Regions from separate parts of the Mus musculus genome. Here region 1 is linked to region 2. The links are chromatin contacts, called in public Hi-C maps. All regions are on one chromosome and are shown on one strand. Each heading gives the region's core, a stretch centred on a gene start, on an enhancer-like site or on the middle of the called end of the contact. The rest is flanking DNA. Distances are from core to core; before and after follow the strand shown. Region 1 has its middle 61 kb from the start of Gm35444. Region 2 overlaps Adcy2 (adenylate cyclase 2).

What was found. Hi-C and Micro-C count contacts between places; a contact is called where the count stands out from the background.
Region 1: a contact with region 2 is called in a Hi-C map of muscle stem cells, with 4 times the contacts expected there. The contact joins two enhancer-like sites. A contact is called at or near these places in 2 of 484 Hi-C or Micro-C datasets (cumulus cells and muscle stem cells).

What each region holds. Positions count from the first base shown.
Region 1 is chr13:69,229,200-69,232,772 of GRCm38.p6, forward strand. No RefSeq gene overlaps it. Among named protein-coding and RNA genes, the nearest start is that of Gm35444, 61 kb to the right of the region's middle. Within about 2 kb of position 1,507, at least 2 of the 459 cell types and tissues checked have an H3K27ac peak or open chromatin away from gene starts, as enhancers often do. A contact at or near this core is called in muscle stem cells, where this site is marked.
Region 2 is chr13:68,672,684-68,676,183 of GRCm38.p6, forward strand. The region is part of intron 16 of Adcy2 (adenylate cyclase 2); the gene reads right to left. Among named protein-coding and RNA genes, the nearest start is that of Gm34903, 71 kb to the left of the region's middle. Within about 2 kb of position 2,153, at least 2 of the 459 cell types and tissues checked have an H3K27ac peak or open chromatin away from gene starts, as enhancers often do. A contact at or near this core is called in muscle stem cells, where this site is marked.

The sequences.
Region 1 (3,573 bases), core at 257-2,756, 560 kb after region 2:
GGGCAGGAGGACCACTCACCTATTCTTCTGACTGGTGTGGCCTGTACCTGAGCAGTAGACATCTGCCCAAGTTGGGGCCTGTTTCTCTTACTCCAAAACTATCTTAACAACATTCAACTTGACAAGTGTAAGATCCTGGTCTATGTAGGTAATTTTTCATACAGCAATTCAAAGAATATTTCGAACACAGAGAAGTGAAGAATTATAGTGCTCATTCTGACTCTACGTCTACATCCTGTGGTCTTTGCCTTGAAATATATAGAGAGGATTTTGAGCCCTTTATATTTTTGCCTGCCAACCATGCAACTTTTCCTTTGTTTCTCTAGATAAATTTCAAAATTATAGAGTATCTGAGTGACTAAGTACTTCGGGCCAGTCTTCTGCACAGACTTTGTTCTAACTCTGGGCTTGCATCAGTGCCTCTCCTTTGTTCTGTCTTCAGCCTCCATAGATGGCCCTCAGAGAGAACTCCTGCATTCCGGCCACCATAGGCAGCTCCCAGCCACCCTGCACTACCACCCAGTTTCCATTTTGCCCTCTGGGTTTTACATTTATTTGTTTTCTAGATTTTTATCCTCCCCGTGGTGAGGGTGTGGAGGCTGTGGGTGCTTCATTTGCTGCCATATCCCTAGAAGCTGGACCAATGCCTGGGACAGAGCAGGTGCACGGTGCACATGCTATGAATGAATGAAGGGAATGAATGAATAAACAGATGATTTGCATCCATTTGAGAGAACAATGCTCTAACATCCTTTACAACAAAAAATTCCCCAAGAAAATGACACAAAACAGAACAAAGGCTGACCCCAATAATCCATCTGAACCCAAAAACTATTTGGATCGTGTCTATTTAAAGGGCCTGCGATTTAGAAAGGATCCATGCTGATTTTGAGATGTTTCTCCTTGCCTTAACTCTTTGGTGCAGGGAATTTGCCTGCAAGACAGTTGTCACATCCCATGTGGTTTCATTCACCATTATCTCATTGCAACCTGCTTGTTTGCTCTGCCCGGAGACAGGTCCTGTCCATGCGGCTTTGAAACAGACATAAAAGTGGATAAAGGTTGTAAAAGGCAACAGAAGCCACAAGACAATCTGTGTAAACCAGTAGGAAAAATAAACAACGCCAATTACAACAGTCATCAAAACCCATCAAAGACCACTGATTAGAGAGGTCAAAGGAAGAGTCTATGACCAGCAATGTCCCAGAGCACATCAGCAATGGTGGGAAAGAGAGCTCAGAGTTTGGAAAATGTGAGCAAGAGACACAACATGGCTGGGAGTAAATAGGGGTGTAAAAGGAAAGGCAGCTGCAACAAGCTGGAGTGCTGGGCATGATCCGGGGAGGACGTGAGAACGCTTGTAGGGACTCTGAAGTCACAGCTCCCACGAGGAGATGATATCACATTTTAGGGATGGTGGAATTTGAAACTCTTGGCTGTATGGCTCATTCCTAATTTCCATTGGGGCATCTTCGTGGAAGTAATGGCCAGCTGCAGCCAGCACTCGTGCTGGCGAGAGGGTGCTTTGGGACTCTAGGCGGTGCTAATTGAGCCTCAATTGAGGGTAGATTGTCTTCAGCTTCCGCTGAAGACAGTGTGTGGGCACTGATGAGTAGTGGAACAAGCATGAGCAGTTATGGTAAGGACACAGCATTGGGGAGGAGAGGGATGACCGCCAATCATCTGATTTTGAGAGTAATTACAAGTTCCCACTCAAAGTAACACTATAGCCTTACATTCAGGAAATAACATTTTTTTCCCATAGTGGCATGACATGTCAAGAAAGAATCCAAATAGTTCACGAGCATGAAGAACAGGCACATTTTGGATGCCCTATTACCGGGGTCACAAAAATGAATAGTATTGTTACTAAATTCCTCTTGTTAGGGTATAATTTAGGGTGAAATTGAAAGTTCCAGACTTGTGTCAAGAATCCTGTGTGTCACGTACAAGAACTTACTTTAACAGAAGAGCTTAGGAGCCTACTTGGTTCATTTAATTAAGCTCAGGCACAAACCCAATGTTTGTAGCCTTCGTCAGCCCCTTTTGTGTCAAGGACCCTGTTCTGAAAGTTTTTAAAACCTTCAGGAGGGAGAGCCTTCCTGCACAAAATGGGGAAGGCTTGTGGTTGTATAAGCTGATCACACTTTCTGTAGACAGATAACCAATATAGATTGTGATGTGACCAGCTGGCACTCCCCACCCCACCCCCTTTCCCCATCCTGCTGTTGTGCTGTGCTTTTCCCACCATGGCAGACTATCTTCTCCTGGAACTGCAAGCCGCAACAAACCTTTTCTTTCTTAAACTGTGTCTCGTCAGGCATTTGGTCACAACAGTGAGAAAACAAACTAACACAAGAACTGAATGGCATTGCTCATTGCCTCCCCCAAGCTCACAGACAGATGCTCAGATCTGTGCATCAGAAGTGCAAGAGAGAATTTCTGTTTGAGAATTTAAGGGTGATGATTAGCAAGACCTGCTCCTACCAGATCCCAGGGCATTTTTCCCTATTCCTTCCCAGTCATGGTGCTACATGTTAACGGTGTGTGTAGTGTCCTTTAAGCTCCCTTTAAGCTCCACAGGGACAGGTGAGGGCCTCCTCAGTACCACACCACTGAGCTCAATGCTTAGCATCCAAGAGTCTTGATCAATCCAGGGTCATAGAGTACAGCATCGTGCACATGGGCTTCACACTGAAGGAATGTGAAGCATCATAACAGCTGGACAATAACTCAGTAGGACATTAGACAGACATCTCAGGCTAAAATTGGAACCCCCTGAACCTCTAGGGCTAGTGAGGCAAATTAGACTGTGGTTGGAAAGGTGTCTAACGTAACGCCTGGTATGCAGGTGCCTCTGAGACTTCGGAAGCAGGACTTTGCTGCCCCGTTCTAAGGAAAGTCCATGAATGGACTACCTTTAAATACCACATGCTTCCCCCTCTGCCACAACCCTTAGCACTAAGGAATCATTAAGTCATCACTAAGTCCATCTCAGGCCTCAGGTTTTCCATAAACACCAGGGTGCAGTGTTCCCAAGGCCGCCTTCCTGGGAAGAAGATATCCAAAGTTCACGTATCAAGGACAGAACAGCAAATTACAGAATGTTGATGGTAGTACGAAACCAAGGCATCCCCAGCTCCCTGGGAAACCCAGAAATTAAGAAACAGAAGTAGGCCCATTCTCTGTTCTTCACAAAAGGCCCTTAGGGAAGGCATCTCCTCAATCTATATAAACTGTAAAGAGTCCTAAATCTCCATTCTGAGATGTACCCAAGAGCATTCTGGGAGCTGTGCTCACATTAATCAACTCACCGGTGCAGAGTTCTTTAGAGAGTGTATGTCTATTTTCATATTGTCTTTAATGCTGCAACAGCCTTGGTTAATAGTCATTCATATCAAACGCAGGTGATTAGCTGTCCTAACCACAGCTGGCTACAGAAAGTAGCTATTAAAAAACAACTTCATTGATTGCTCCAGTAATATCACAGCATCATGCGAAACTCAGCAAAGTCTCCTGTCTTTGTGGCTGGATCATTAGGTCAACATTTGCTTCGGTCTGGAGCATATGGAC
Region 2 (3,500 bases), core at 903-3,402:
AGCATCCAGAAGCAAAGGGTCAACCTGTTTGAAAGGCAGGATAAGAACCAACCCCTCTTTCTCCTAGATAAGCTGTAACACAGACTGCCTCAGTGACCACTGATCAGTTTTCTGCCATGTGACTGGGAATACTAGACATATCCTGAAAAAATAAACTAGAAAATCATGACTCTTGAAAACTTCTCTTTATAGGAAGAAATTAACCTGTAAATCTAGGCTGTGTGTTCAGTATTCACATCCAAGGTTGAAATGTAAGCCTTTCCTATATTTTTCCATGGTTGCTTCTGTTTACCACTTTACATTCTTTGATGGTACAGTTGTCAGCAATCTAGATTAGTTCACTCAAGTAAATAGGAAAAATGTTTATTTATGACAGTTTGGGTGGCATGTCGTTTTCCCCCAACAATGATGCTTGATATAATGTTTTTATCTATTATAAATAAAACATACTTAAAAGTTAATGAAACATAGATATCTTTAACTTCTTCTAAATAACTTGTGTCAAAATCCATGATCTCTAGTTGACCTATAATTCTGTTATCTTTTCTGGAAAAATTATATCAGGAAGAAAACGGAATGAAAAAATTACTTAACATACACTATGCTGTAAAACACTGTAGATTTATATTTGACCAATCCTAAATGCAATTAATTTAAACATGGAAGGGCATAGAAAGGAAAAAAGGAACCTTTTTAGTTTGGAGAGATACCACCCAGTCTAGTTGTAGGAACTCAGGAATTTTTAAATAATAAACAAAATATCTTGATCACATCAGGGAGACCAAGAATAGGAAAGATGATGTGCTGTGTTCATGCTGTGTAGGTACCAACTGCCTCTAGGAAGACCATGTCCTTGCCAGGAAGCTATACATAAATACAATGCTATGAATCTGAAAATCAGTAGAAAACATGGGAGCTCTGGAGCTAGCTCAGCAGTTAAGAGCACTTCCTGCTCTTGCAGAAGACCTAGGTTTTGTTATCAGCAAGTCTGGGGACGTGCAACTCCAGTTCCAGGGGTACTAATATCCTTTTCTGGTCTCTGTGGGCATGTGATATACATAGGCAATGTGGACACTCATACACATAAAATAAATCTTTTTAAAAACCAGTAGAAGATGCTAATCATTGTGTGCAAGAATACTTCCTGAACACAGTGTCCTCAGAGCAAGATGTTACTCAAATTCCTCTTCCCCATTCTTCCATGTTAATCCATCTCACTTCTCTTCATAGAATGAATGTCCACATCATGATTATCTAGGGGACTCTTACTGAGTACTCTAACTGCTAAAGCCTTGGCAATAACTGTAAATTTTAAATTGTCTAGAACAAGATAGTCTCAGTGGATGCTCAGAATGCCATGAATATGGGGCTTTTCTTTCAAATTTTACACTTCCCAGCAATTTAATCTCAACCAAAAGCATCTTTCCCAAGAACTGTTAACTGTGACAACAGGATTTGACATGGAGATCTGTGCTTGGTGATGTCATTCTTTGTCATTTGTTAGGAATTAGAAGTTCAAGTTGTTTATTGGTTGAGTTCAGTTAACTCTTACCTGCATGAATCACAAGTTTATGTTTGAATTACTCGTAACAGATCTCTTGGCAGTTTCTCATTTCATGACGTGGGCTGGCACGTAATGACATCACCAGTGTTGGCACCAACAGTGGCAAGTCTATTCAGCTTTCTTTATCTCTTTCATTTTTTGAGATTATAATGTAATCACACCTTTCTCCCTCCTTCTTTCTCCCCATGGATGCCTACATATTTCTCCTTTCTCTCTTTCAAATTCATGGCCTTTTTTTTAAAAATAAATTATCCATCTGTTCTACATATGAATCTACGCAGCCTGCTGGACACTTGTGGGAAGCAAAACAAGGCCATTTGTAATTTGATACTGAAGACTTAGGTTTGAAAAACAACACGGAATTTGGATAATTGTTGAAATATTTAGTATCATGTGGATGAATATGGAATGCTTAGGGCATCCTGGTAAAATCTCTGAGGTCATTTCATATACATTGAACATTCTCAGAACTGTTAAAATGCAGGGTTGGAAAAAAAAACCCACAAGTGAGTGAGATCTGCGCACAGCCTCCCTGTACTGTGGCCCATTTCCATAGTCATCAGCACAGGGAGGCTACCCACAGCCACCAGCCCTCTCAGATTGTCCTGAATACATCTGTCCCATCTTAGGTAAGCAGAACAACTCCTACTCCTTAGGTAGGGAGTTGAACCTAGAGAAGCCACTGAAAGGGGCTGCCTGCTGCTGGCTGGGAAGACAAAGCAAGCAGAAGCTCACTTGTTCCAGAAGGGCCATGACAGCAATAAGAAAACAAGAATTGTGAACACAGAATGATCTGTGAGATAAGCTGGGTACAAAAGAACATCAGTGTGTGGTTTCACTCTCAGGAGCATTCACAACAGGCAAATCCATAGGGACAGGAAGGCAGATGTACACAAGGGAAGGGAGGACCAGAGAGTGGAGACGACTGCTGCACTGTTTTTCAAGTGTAATTAATGCCATGGAATTGCACATGACAAAGTGATTAAATCAAGTGTTTTAGGTAACATTTTATTCAATGACAAATGCATTTAAGATAGGTTTATTTAATTTAACTTCATGTGTGTTGAGTAGTTCACCTGGGTGTGTGTACATGTATCACGTGAGAGTCTGGTGCATGTGGGAGACAGAAGAGGGTGTCAGATGTTCGGGAAATGGAGTTATGGATGATTGCGAGTTACCATGTGTGTTGGAGAAGTTAAAAGTGGGTCTTCTGCAAGAGCAGTGAGTGCTCTTAGTTAATGAACCATCGCTCCATCTCTGACAATAAACAGTTTTAAAGGGAAATAGAAAAAAAATTCTTAGTTACACACCCAGGAGACATAGGCATCTACAAGAAGAGTAGCTCTTGTGTCTATTAAGGGGTGGTACATGTGTGTATGTATGTGTTCGCTTAAATCACTGGGGGAAATTTTAGTGATTTTTCTGCCAGAAAATTTCATTTGATAAGAAGTCATAGTCAGCTCCACAGGTGAAATCCCTATGATTCTTGTGTTCACTTGGGAAGGAAGGGATCAAGTAGCTTGTAAAGAGTGTCCCAGAAGGCTGTGTTGTGTAGGAAGCTAAGCAGGATGGATATGTGGAAGGAGGGCCAGATAGGAAGACACAGACACAATGAGGGGAGCAGGTAACAGTGTGGAGGGAGAATGGGTTTTGCTTACATTCTAGTGGAAGGGAGCATCTTCTCCAAGAGATAGCAAGGAAAAGGGAGCCCATCTCCCAGCTATGACACCCTCTGGTGTCCTGTCTATTCTGTCCACTCTGTTCTAAGGAGCCCAGTGTTCCTGGGCACCAGCTGCTTAGGAGAGCCAGGAGGCTGGGTCTAGGGATTAGTGCACATGGCAGGCTTGTCTCTGTAAATCCAGATGCAATCATAAGTGGGGCCAACACAACAAACTCCTGGGAAAGTCAGATAGCTACCTAGGTAAAGCTGCTGCCA